Linked DNA regions of Mus musculus: all the other regions are linked to region 1. Evidence: chromatin contacts called from public Hi-C, Micro-C and promoter capture Hi-C data. All regions are on one chromosome and are shown on one strand. The core of a region is the stretch at or near the end of the contact, and the rest is flanking DNA. Distances in the headings are between cores, read along the strand shown.

Region 1 (2,879 bases), core at 274-2,773:
AAAGAGCCAGGGAATCCCACTGAGATAGAAATCTTTAGTACTGGCTACATTGCATATTAGAAGCAAGTTGGTGAATTCTGACAAATGGAGATTCTCCACAGATACTTAAAAGTTACACTCACACAAGAAATTATCAGGGCCCAGGATAGGGGGGTTGTGGTATTGCAGTATTCATGAGGAGGTCTGCTAAAGTAGAACCCCTGGAGGTGGGCTTAACAATAGACTAGCTTTACACCTGGCTCCCTTCTCAGTGGCAGTGACCTGGTCCCTGCCTTCTTTTGATGTATACATTCATTTTGTATTATGTCACTGTAACTTGGTGGATTGTATCTCGTCTGGTTTCTTGCTATTCTTCTGTATAAAAAGTTTGATGCTTGACTTGACAAATTACATTCAGATTCTACACAATCTCCTGTGTTGATCTGTCTGTCATTCGCCAACTCCTTGCCCATCTGCACCCAGAGGGTCTGCGGCAGAAAATGTGGCACATTTACACAGTAGAGTACTACTCAGCTATTAAAAACAATGACTTCATGAAACTCTTAGGCAAATGGATAGAACTAGAAAATATCCTGAGTGAGGTAACCCAGTCACAAAAGGACACACATGGTATGCACCCACTGATAAGTGGATATTAGCCCAAAAGCTTGAAATACCCAAAATACAATTCACAGACCACATGCAGCTCAAGAAGAAGGAAGACCAAAGTGTTGATGCTTCGCTCCTCCTTAGAAGGGGGAACAAAATACTCACAGGAGGAAATATGGAGACAATGTGTGAAGGAAAAGCCATCCAGAGACTGCCCCACCTGGGAATCCATCCCACATACAGTTACCAAACCCAGACACTATTGTGGATGCCAAGAAGTGCTTGCTGACAGGAGCTTGATATAGCTGTCTCCTGAGAGGCTCTGCCAGAGCCTGACAAATACAGAGGTGAATGCTCAGAGCCAACCATTGGACTGAGCACCGGGTCTCCAATGGAGGAGTTAGAGAAGGGACCGAAAGAGCTGAAGAGGTTTGCAACCCCATAGGAAGAACAACAGTATCAATCAACTAGATCTCCCCAGAGCTCCCAGAGACTAAACCACCAACCAAAGAGTACACATGGAGGGACCCATGGCTCTAGCTGCATATGTAGCAGAGGATGGCCTTGTCAGGTATCAATAAGAGAAGAGGCCCTTGGTCCTGTGAAGTCTCAATGGCCCTGTGTAGGGGAATGCCAGGGCAGGGAGGCAGGCAGGAGTGGGTGGGTGGGTGGGGAACACCCTCATAGAAGCAGGGGGAGGTGGGGGCAGGGGTTTTTCTAGGGCAGAGAACTGGGAAAGGGGATAACATTTGAAATGTAAATAAAGAAAATATCCAATAAAAAGGAGAAGAAAAAAAGAAAAGAAAAGAAAAGAGCATTTTGAAGGCAGTATGCAGTTTGAAACAATTCCACAAGGGGGCAGGCGTCGGCAACAGATGCACATAGGTGCTGGGCAACTCCGTAAGGAACAAGGCTCCTTAGACTCAGACTCTGTGCAGACATAGGATGACAAGCCACCTGCCAGTGCTGGAGACCACTGCTGTGCATGCTGCCGCCTTCTTGTTCATGTACCTCCCCCTCCCTCATCCTTCATGTTTACTTCTTTCACCGAAATGAAAATTGGTTGACTACAGAGCAGACACTTCCTAAACCTCTCAAGGTAGGTGCTTCTAAATGAGCTGTTCACAGCCTGTGGGTGGCAGCCCATTCGGGGTTGCACATTAGGTATCCTGCACAACAGATATTTACACTATGATTCATAACAACAGAAAAATTACAATTGTGAAGTAGCAACGAAAATAATTTTATGGCTGGGGTCACCACAACAGGAGGATTTGTATTCAAGGGTCACAGCCACTGCTCTAAGCCATCGCTCGAGCAGGCCCTTAAAGTCCCTGAAAGAGAAACACAACACAGCACAGACAACGGGAGTAGCCTCCATGTTAGCACATATCTTAGCCCCAGGGAAAGACCTGGTCCCCTACTATTTGTATCAGCACCCCTGGTATAGGTTCTGTCACTCTCCATACTTAGAAAATGGTAAGTGACCCTAGCTTAGGCCCACTTAACATTTATTGAGTACTTACTATGTGTCAAGCTTGTGTCCACCCTGAGATTCTCGAGAAAAAAAAATTCAGTTCCACAATTTTGAACCAAATTTAAAGCAAGCTTTAATTAAATGCTGGCCAGGTAGAGGACTCTGGCCAGGTCTACTCCTGGGTTCCCAGGGAATGGCCACAAGTTACATTTTTCAAGGACTTAAAAAGGCAAAACCCACAATTCATTGCATTTCCCATTAGTTCCAAACCAGGGGCTAACATATATCCTGACATATTTTCCTGCCTATGTGACTTCTGCCTACATCCAATCAAATACATCTGGTATAAAAAAAATTAAGTAAACTTGTTCAGGGGAGTCAAAATGCATGGCTTGTTAATTCCCAAGAACTACAGCTTCCAGTATTCCAGAAAGTTATCTTGACCTTGCATAAGTGGGGCCTACAGGTAAACTCCGACTCTTACACTTGGTACTGGGAAATCTAGCAGAAATCTCTCCTCTACCTTCTCCTCTCTTCCCCTCCCCCTCCCCATCTTCCCCTCTATCTCCTATTTTATCATATGTGTAAGGACGCTTTGTGAAGTAATATCATACACTTAGATTCCAGGAATCAGGCCCCTTACATATTGGGGGCCTTATTTTATCTTACAGTAGACATGGATGAATATACAGGGACACCTCCAAGTAAAGGTTAGCAAATACTGCCTTATGTCACAGCTGCCTCCTTAAAGGCCTTTTTGGGACTCTGCACTCTTTTGGGACCTTTGTGGATAAGGTTTAGGCAGAGGAAGACT
Region 2 (3,068 bases), core at 238-2,737, 150 kb after region 1:
TATAGACAAGCAACTTCATGCCCATGAGCTCTAGTTTTCCTATTTGCAAAATAGGAACAATAATGTCTGCTCTGTGCTGTTATGAGGGTAGAAATCTAATCTAAATTGTCCCTTAACTCAAAGGCCAGCCCCTAAGAATAAGACTCTTGTCTGTGTTTACCAAATATAGTGTCCTCCTGACTCTTTGGCCAGGACTCAATTTCATGTTTCCTGGTCAGTTGTGAGTGTAGAAGGGAAAAGAGAGGATGTGCGTGTATTAGGAGTGTATGTGGCTGAAATTTGACTCTGTTAAAGCATGCTGTCTCCTAACAGCTCTTCTTTTGGGGTTTGGAGAAACAAAAGACTTCTTCTCTTGGTTAGGAAACCAAGATCTAGAAGCATGAAGTCTCTGGGAGCCATTTCTTCTATTCCTAAAATTGACTCTAATGTGCTCTGTGACCTATGGAACACACTTTTACCTGTCTGAATCTCTGCTTCCTATGACATAAGATAGGTCTGGGGACATTGCTTAGTGTTTAACTTCCTGGTGTGAGCTTTACCTACCTGGTGTGAGGTCTTAGTCTTGAATTTGATCAAATTACAAAAATAAAATAAGGTAAAATGAGGTGGCTAGTCCAGGTGGCATTAGCGACTCTTCAATCTTTGCAGTTTTAAAATTCTATCCAGATTTGGGAGTATAAAAACCTCGAAGTGTGTTTCTTTTCTGTAAAATGAAGGGGTGTGTGGTAGCAACGAAGAGGTCGATGATGGGACTGTTATTTTAAATTGGCCACTTGGGGTCGCTAGCGACTCGAGACTGGCTGATAAGGACAGCAGAATGCCTCAGGGAATGGATTCTGGGGGCGGTTGATGAAATTTTCTTTCTTGTCTCTCCCTTTGGTTCTAGAATTTGGCAGAAAACTTGATCGCATCATTAGTGTTGAACAGCTCTTAAGCACGTGGCAGAGGACTGTATAGAGCCTAGGCTGTGGCAAGGTAGCCATGCCCATCCCCAAAGAGAAGAGAAGAGAAGAGAAGAGAAGAGAAGAGAAGAGAAGAGAAGAGAAGAGAAGGGAACAGAAAGAAAATAAAAGGAAAGGAAAGGAAAGGAAAGGAAAGGAAAGGAAAGGAAAGGAAAGGAAAGGAAAGGAAAGGAAAGGAAAAACAGAAAAGAATTAGACAAATATCGGAGATGCAGCTGGTCCTGCCTTTTGATTACTCGGTGTGCCTTGACTTGAAAAACCGGTTCTGCAAGGTTAAACTGGGTGGCATAAAACCTGACTCCGAGGTAGTGTAGTTTGTCCCATAGAATTCGGAATCATCAAAGGCAGAGAGCATTGAATTCCCACGGAAGCCCGCTGAGTAGGGGGTTTTCCTGATGAGCTCTGCTGATGAGGAAAATGTAGCGGAGAAAGACGCAAAAGTCCCAGTGGAATCCAGTGAGGGATCACCTAGCAAGAAATAAACAAAAGAGGGCCAAGCGTCTTTGCACTTGGAGCTGACAAGCTCCGCATAATGTAACCCTGTCCAGAAGAGCAGTACCCTGCTCAGAGCATGAGAATAGCTTTCTGCAGTGCTGTGTAAACAGTCTTTTTCACTAGCCTTCCTGGCTGCTAAACTGGGAGAAGCTTAAGTGGAGGAGGAGGAGGAGGAGGAAAAGGAGGAGGAGTCATCGTCAGAAGGATCTTAATAGAGACAGATTTGGAACTCCCACTGTCCCCTTTCAGGTCTTGAATTACTGTTAATTTTGTTACACCCATCTCTCTTCTCCTAATACTTTTAGAGAATGACAATAAAGAGTCTGCAAAACGAGGGAAATCCACTTTGCCAGGCTGGTCAAAGAGACCCTATCTAGGGGCTGCTTCAGATGGAGGTCTTCTGCAACAGAAGTGAAATATCTATGCCCCAGGTGCCCTTCAGGGGTCATCTGCAGTACCCCTTTGCAGTTTGCTGTTGGGGAGCAGCTTACAGAAAAGGAAAGTGTTTGTGCCATTGTTTGGGGGCTTTCCTTGTTTGCCCCCTCCAAACCTCCAAGTCCAGTCCCTGGTAAACTGTTGGGGACTCTGGAGACTTCAGCGTCTTTTCAGTTTCTTCCTAAACTGTACATTCACACCCATACTGTTTATGTGCACGATCCCCTCTGGTATGTGTCCAGCACAGTTACAGAAACGTACTACGTCTGGGTGCACTCAGGACTTTCAAGGGGTTAACCTCTTTTTTTATATTGCTATCTTCTGTGAAATGGAATAATGCTGGTATTTCCCTAAGGGTGTGATGGGTAGGTTGTAGCAATGTTGAAGTGTAAGGTGATCCAGACTTAGTGACACTATGATAGGTACTATTCCTTGAACTTTGCAGTCCATGATGGTAGCATGTATAACGACAGAACATTCAAAATATAGCTACTGGTGCACTGAGAACAGACTGCCCCGAAAACACTATGGGACATCTCCAGCAATTTTTACACAGATCCTAAGTTTATGTTGTAATTGGTTGCAAATATGTGCTTGAATAAAGTGCCTTTTAAAAGTTAATCTTATGCTACTTTTTGAAAATATGGCTACTAGGCAATTATTATACAAATAATCATGATAGAATATTTTTTTTTACAAATGGCTTATATTTGTATCTCACACTTTATTTCTGCTTGATTTTGCTACCCTAGTCCCTCTAGGACTCATCTGTCTACTAAAATACTACCATTCAACACTACCAAGCTCATTTTGCAGAGCCAACATTACTTGGTAACAAAACAAGAAAGAAAGAAAGAGGAAAGAAAAAGAAAGAAAGAAAGAAAGAAAGAAAGAAAGAAAGAAAGAAAGAAAGGAAGAAAGAAAGAGAGAGAGAGAGAGAGAGAGAGAGAGAAAAAATGAAAACTGTAGATTATTTTCCCTGGTAAATATTTTTAAAATCTCAATAAAATACTTGCAAATTGAATTCAAGAACACATTAAGAACATCCTACACTGTGACCAAGTTGGTTTCAGTCCAAGGTTGGTTGAACATATACAAATTGATAACTGCAATCCAACCCGTAAGTACAAAAGGATAGCAGCCACATGACAATCTCAATCCATAGGGTAAAGGCAT
Region 3 (2,985 bases), core at 398-2,897, 130 kb after region 1:
AAGGATTCGTTTGTGCATATGATCCCAGAGGGCTCTGTCCATGTTCTCTTGGCCTTGTGCACTTGGGTAGGACATGGAACATGTGGCTTAGGGTTGTTTATCTCACATCTGGTAGGAATCAGAGAGTGAAATGGGAAAGGACCGTGGACAAGAAACCTATAAATACTTACCCTAGTGATCTATGTTGTCTCCTAATGTTTCTAGAACCTGACCAAATAGTCCCAGCCCCAGGGACCAAGGTTTCCACTCATACTCTGGTAGGGAGGACATTTTGTCATCTACAATCCCAATATTTTCTCTAGACTAGGCCTGGATTAATTTCTTTTGATTACTATGAGGCAGAAGCAAGTCATTGTGTATGTAGTATGCCAGATAATATCCTTTTAATCTGTGATGAGGTGTCTCTTTTCCTGGTCAAATGATCCTGATACCCACTGTTGATCTGTGTGGTTGTGCTATAGAGGGCTACAGAGGAATTTGCCTATAACCTTGAATAGACTGCTGGGTGACTGCTCCTATAAGAGGAGGAAATGGACAGTCTTTAAAAATATTTCCCAATGGTAACAAATTGTGATTCTACGTTGTCAACTGCTTAGTACTTAAAATTTGCCCCTTTTGAGTATAGAAATAAGAAGCATGGATTTCCAAACAAAGGGTTTTTTTTTTTTGTTTTTTGTTTTTGTTTTGTTTTTGTTTTTTTGTTTTGTTTTGTTTTGTTTTTTTTTGGGGTTTTTTTTTGGCAGAACATTTGTAGATTTCTTCTTACAATGCAGATGTGTTAGCCTATCTTTCAGGAACATTCTATGTAACATTCTATGGTTACAGGATTAATAGTCACAGCCCAGCAGAGCCATCCATTATAAGGAGAAGGGGAACAGCGTAGTCTTAATCACCTCCGTGGCCTGAGACAGGTGTCCATCAACAATCACAATGCTAGCAACTGAAGGAGCTGGGGCACTTCCTGTCTGTTGATACTTCCATGAACTTCCAGTACCTTTCCTGAACCTTTTCAACTAGGTTTGCATGTTCAAAGGCACATTGTTCAATGTTCTTTTGTGCCAGAGTCATTTTAGCTATTTTTCTAGAATGAAATGTTTTTTTGTATTTGACTTTGTCACTTTCTACTCTTTCCCTTTCATGTTTCCTCTGTGAATAGAAACTTATGGGGATGCTGGAATGATTAAGGCATTTATACATGTAAGGCACATGGCAAGTGTGAGAGAAAGTTGACACCAGGAACTCTGTCTTTGCTCTGGTGACTACTATTATAAACTTGAAGCTGAGATGCATCACGACATTGGGCAGATTCTTACTATTTCCTAGAACAGCGGTGTCCATTCAACTGGTCTACCTATACACAGGGGAGACTGAATAGTTTCTTGATAAATAACTTGTACAACTCTCCTTTTATCCTTGAAATGACTCACTAACCTCCTTCCTGACACAGCAACATATTGGGGTTTCTACTGGTCTCTGGGCTCCTAGAATTACAATTCTAAGATCCCAGTTGAGCAGCTGGTCCCTTATTTTCATTTCTTGTTGCTGTCATTTCTTTTCTCAGATTTTCAGAGTCCCTTGGATGATGTAAGTGCCCAGTAGGCTTCGGCTTTTGCTATTAGAAGTGAGAAAGGGAAATGACATCACCATGATTCATTCTCTATCAGTTTCACTGGGCTATGAGATGCCCGAACTAGCTGCCTAAACATTTTTTCCCCTGAGGCATTTCAGAGGGATTAGCATTTAAACTGGGGAACTGGACGAAGAAGATCTATTCTCACCAGAGTAAGTTGACACCATCCAACGTGTTTAGGGCTGGGGTGGGACAGAAAGGTAGGAGAAGATTGAGTTCTCTTTGGCTACCTGAGCTGGGATGTGGATCTGACCTTGGTCTTCTGAGCTCTTACCTTTGAGTGACACCACCAGCTTTCCTGGGTCTCTGGCTTGTAGATGGCATACTTTGAGGCTTCTCGATATCTATAATTTGAGTTAGTGACCTATAATAAATCTCACCCTCTATCCTATTTGTTTTCCTTTCTCTAGAGAACCTTGGCACAGGTATTTTTGAATATATGCTGTTATAAACATGGGCTGAGCATCCTGCATTTTTATATTATATGTTACTTAGGGAAGTCTTTGGAGACTGGCACAAATACTGTTATTAACTAGAGTTGAGGCCTCGGAAGTTGAGTGAATACTTATGAAAGTCTTCTAACCCCTGGGCTGCCTGCAAAATCTACATGGTTTCGATTTCTCTATGCCACCTCTAATAGTTCTCACTAGAAGGTGGGAATGAGAGAGTTCAGCAGGGATAAAAAATCATGATCTTATTCTCAAACCTATCATTTGAAGCAATAGTCCAAGGGTTTGGAAACAGATTCTGGAGAAAAGGAAGGCAATGTATGCAGATCAGCATGTTATACAATGGGAAAGACATTGTGGAAACAGAAATGCTTTTTAGAGGCTAATTTAAGATTGAAGGTGTTTTGAAATATGAAGTGTTGGGGCTCTGCAGTGGACAGGAGATGTTATTAAAGGGCATGGCAGATGTCAGAGGTGTAAAAGATGGTGTGAAACAAAGTAGGTGGGAGCTGGTCTGAAGTGAAACAGCTATAAAATTTCTCCTCTTAGGCTTCACTGGACACCTGAAATTTTCATTTTTGAAACTTCTTGTGTTTCAGGGCTATATGATGCCTGGCTACAATGCCCCATTTCTGGTCTTCCACCACATGTAGCAGAGCTTTACTTGAGGCCTTGAAAACCTGTTGGATCACAGAGATGATACACCAGCAGTCTTCCTAAGTGTGCAAGTGTGATGTAGGCTATGTGGTCAGAAAGTAGCCCCATAGCTGTTGCCTTCAGGGACTCATAGCAGGTGCACTGCTGGTGTGACAATGACCTGCCATGCAGAGTGCTCATGCTCCTTGGTCTCTTTGCTGAGATATTTCCATACAAACTCACGTTACAGTCCATTCCTCTTATTATAGA
Region 4 (3,259 bases), core at 201-2,700, 250 kb before region 1:
GGAGTTATCCTTTTATCTTAATGACAGTTGAGGTTTCCAGAAAAGACTTATCTTATTCACATACATTTTCTCTATCACTGATATTTTACTGTGGAAAATAACAAACATAGCTAAATATATTACTTCCCCAAAGTAGTAGCTTTTACAGTACCTGTAAGAGAAAAGTAAACAAATAATTTAAAATGCCACCATCGTTCTCTTCCTCCTCTTCTTCCTCATCAGACTGGTGAAATGAAGTAACAAACTTGGCTGTGAAGTCCATGACCCTCTCCACGGCAGGTTCACGCTTATATACCACCATAGCATACTTAAGGTAATGAATAAACTCCTCCTGAAAAGCTGTTTTATCATCCATCTGAAAGAGAGAAGAAACGCCTCCAGAAGCTGCATTAATAAAAATTCTTTATTCCCAACACTGCCATAATACTGCTGAAAGTGTTACCCTTAGGTTAAACTCTAAGGTTTCTTAATAAACTATCAATTATCCAAATCAAGGAAGGGAAAATATATCCGCACAAACTTCTCTTCAGTATATAATTTGTACCTCTGAGAAAACACAAAGCATAAATCTGAACAGTGCAAAATTATCTCATTTTTCTCTCAACGCCTTTGGATTATCGGTATTTTTCTTACCGGATTAATGCAAAACAAGCTTCGCCATAAATGACTCAAAATCAACAGCTTTGTGTTTATTTTACTTAGGCCTTCCTAGCATCCGTCAATTTCCTTCTGTCATAACTTACACATTTTGCTCCCTACCCTTGATCACTTTTATATGTCCTTAACTTTCCGTGAACTCCAAAACAATGTATCTTCCTCACATTCGCTGTCCAGTAATTCCCCGCCGCTACACTCGACACACAATTGCCATGTACGGGAAAGACTGGGTGCTTATGGTTTCCCTAGCTGGTGAAATGAAGGTGGTTTTAAAGCTTAGGAGTTGGTTGAAACAACTTCATCGATTGCCTGAGATGAACCAGAGACCTCCAAGGAAATAAAGGCGTCTGAGATTCCCTGCGCAGATCAACAAGTCACTGAGGAACTGAGGATAACGGATAACTCCCCGCATCCCCTGGCGGGATGAGGATGGAGAAGACGGGTGACTGCGTGTGGCCGACGCCGGGCGTTCTGCTCACTGGCTGTGGCCGGGAGACCTCGGGCGAGCCTCGGATCCCATCCCTCCGTCGCGGGGCGCGCAAGGGCAGAAGGCGAAGCCCGGAAGCCGAAGCCAGGCCGCTTACCGCGCCGTACGTGCGGCTCAGCGCCACCACCAGCTTCGCCTGGTTCTGGTGCGGCTGCTGCGCCAGCTGAAACGCCTCCTTCACAGAAAGCCGCTTCTTCTGCGCTGCCATGGCGCCGGGACGGGAACTGCCCGAGAGAGACTGTGGTTCGCGATCCGAGGAGGACTCAGTTTCCCGCGGCTTCCGACACCCTAGCCCTGCAAGGCTCCGAGTGACGGGTTAGCGCCAGAGTTTTCAAACAACTATCGCGGGAGGATGAGATCTCGCGAGACTTCCGCCGGAGGGAGGGTCGGAGAGCGGAGACCTGAGGGTCCCGGAGCTGACTCCACCCTCCGCTCCGCCCCGCTGCTGGGACGCCTGGGGTGTGGCCTGCCGCTCTCCCAATAGGAAAAGGTGTTTGTATGGGAGGCATGGGCGGGGCCGGAAGTAGTGCTGTGGAGGAGCGCGCCTGAAGTGGGCGTTCAGCTTTCTGAATTAAACTGGTGGCCTTCGGTGCCTTGCGGGATCTTGTGGTTGGGAGTGAAGGGAGAAAGCGGAGGACTGCCGCAGCGACTGGCTGAGAACGGGTAAATCCCGAGCGAAGGAGTCGTTTGGGAGATGTCGTACGGAGCCCGCCCGGGGCTTGGGGATGTCAAACTTTCCGAGGGCGTCCTGGACGAGGGCCTCCGCAGTCCTTCGGACCCCGTGGGTCCGGGCGGGAACTGCCCGTCCGCGATGAGACAGTCTGGGGGACTGGGAAGAGAAAGGCAGGGTCAGTTTAGGCTGCAGCCGCTTGGAGATGCTCCAGCGTGACGGATGTGCTTGACAAATCTGCCTAACAACTCTGCTAAGCAGAGGAGAACGCAGACAGTATAAAAGGAATTTGGGGGTCTTGACTAAGATCGCGTGCTGGATATATAAAATTATTTCTAAATGCCTCACCTGGGACATAGGACATACCACTCCAAAACCGGGAAACTTACTTGGTGTGTTGCTTGATGACTTGGGAAACATAAATGCAGCCACCTATTCCGTCTGTACTGGAAATCTACATTGGTGACACGTATCAGGAAGAGGGCTGCCTCCAGACTATGTTGTTCTGTAGGTACTCTGGGAATCCCTAGAGGACCTGGGGAGATAATGATTCATGGGTAAAGTGCTTGCTGAACACACATGAGGATCTGAAGTCACATGTGATATTTCACATACAAACACCAGATGTTAACATTTGTATGTAGTCCTAGCACTTGAGGGTGCTGAGAGCCAGACAGTGGATCTTAGGCTCATTGATCTGCCAAAGTAGCAAGCTTCAGGGTGGCTGAGAGCCTTTCTCAAACAGTAAGGTCTAAAGTAATCAGTGAAAACACTCAATGTCTGTCTCTGACCTAAACATGCATGTACCACACATACAAGATAAATAAAACTTTAAATAAATGATAATAAGATGAGAACCAATATGTGTGTGTGTGTCATTTGTTTTTTATGTAAACAGACAAACTAAAACTTAGAACATATTAATATTTTGTGACAATCTGTGACCTTTCATTTTAGGTGCTTGCTGCCTTTATTGTTTTGTTGATTAAAAAAAAAATGTCTCATGAGTATTTTATCTAGTTATTTCAGTATCAGTGAAATATAAGGAATCTGACCACCAGAGGTCAGTATGACTATGTTTTGATTAGAGTTGTGGATTTTAGTAACGAATGTTGTATGGATTTGGTATGCTTTGGACATCGTAATCGTGGAACTTTTCCAATATGCTACATTAAATTCATACAGCATAATCTCATTGTAAAGCTTACATAGTTCTTGACTCTTACTTTTATTCTGTGAGAAAGAACAAATACATATAGGAATAAATTTGTGTCTTTGATAAGCTTAAGAAAATAACAAAAACTAAACAATGTACACCATAAGGTTCTTGGATTCCAAATTTTAGATAAGTAATTCTTGAAAACAACTATACGGGAAAATGTTTAGACTAGATGTGCTTAATTTGTTTTGTATATACATGAAATATAAAAGAAAATAGCAATATA

The links. Promoter capture Hi-C pulls out the DNA fragments that hold promoters and counts their contacts. Hi-C and Micro-C count contacts between places; a contact is called where the count stands out from the background.
Region 2: a contact with region 1 is called in a Micro-C map of palatal mesenchyme, with 3 times the contacts expected there. The contact joins the enhancer-like site here to the promoter of D5Ertd615e in region 1. A contact is called at or near these places in 17 of 484 Hi-C or Micro-C datasets (the AML12 cell line, the G1E-ER4 cell line, cerebral cortex and 6 more) and 2 of 115 datasets of contacts at active chromatin or transcription factors (embryonic hindbrain and embryonic stem cells).
Region 3: a contact with region 1 is called in a Hi-C map of embryonic fibroblasts, with 3 times the contacts expected there. The contact joins the enhancer-like site here to the promoter of D5Ertd615e in region 1. A contact is called at or near these places in 10 of 484 Hi-C or Micro-C datasets (the AML12 cell line, embryonic fibroblasts, embryonic stem cells and 3 more).
Region 4: a contact with region 1 is called in a promoter capture Hi-C map of liver, with 3 times the contacts expected there. The contact joins the promoter of Ncapg here to the promoter of D5Ertd615e in region 1. A contact is called at or near these places in 5 of 39 promoter capture datasets (embryonic stem cells, hematopoietic stem and progenitor cells, liver and 2 more), 3 of 115 datasets of contacts at active chromatin or transcription factors (embryonic stem cells and large pre-B cells) and 1 of 9 other capture datasets (adipose tissue).

Annotation. Positions count from the first base shown.
Region 1 is chr5:45,423,044-45,425,922 of GRCm38.p6, reverse strand. D5Ertd615e (DNA segment, Chr 5, ERATO Doi 615, expressed) reads left to right here and starts at 1,523. Exons shown (of 6, transcript NR_131933.1): 1 at 1,523-1,687.
Region 2 is chr5:45,276,545-45,279,612 of GRCm38.p6, reverse strand. All of the region lies in intron 4 of D5Ertd615e (DNA segment, Chr 5, ERATO Doi 615, expressed), which reads left to right. Among named protein-coding and RNA genes, the nearest start is that of Gm46912, 120 kb to the right of the region's middle. Within about 2 kb of position 1,487, at least 68 of the 459 cell types and tissues checked have an H3K27ac peak or open chromatin away from gene starts, as enhancers often do. A contact at or near this core is called in palatal mesenchyme, where this site is marked.
Region 3 is chr5:45,294,028-45,297,012 of GRCm38.p6, reverse strand. The region is part of intron 4 of D5Ertd615e (DNA segment, Chr 5, ERATO Doi 615, expressed); the gene reads left to right. Among named protein-coding and RNA genes, the nearest start is that of D5Ertd615e, 130 kb to the left of the region's middle. Within about 2 kb of position 1,647, at least 25 of the 459 cell types and tissues checked have an H3K27ac peak or open chromatin away from gene starts, as enhancers often do. A contact at or near this core is called in embryonic fibroblasts, where this site is marked.
Region 4 is chr5:45,668,116-45,671,374 of GRCm38.p6, reverse strand. It overlaps Ncapg (non-SMC condensin I complex, subunit G), which reads right to left and starts at 1,450. Exons shown (of 21, transcript NM_019438.1): 1 at 1,242-1,450; 2 at 152-355. The coding sequence starts at 1,352. 1600023N17Rik (RIKEN cDNA 1600023N17 gene) reads left to right here and starts at 1,667. Exons shown (of 1, transcript NR_073433.1): 1 at 1,667-2,674.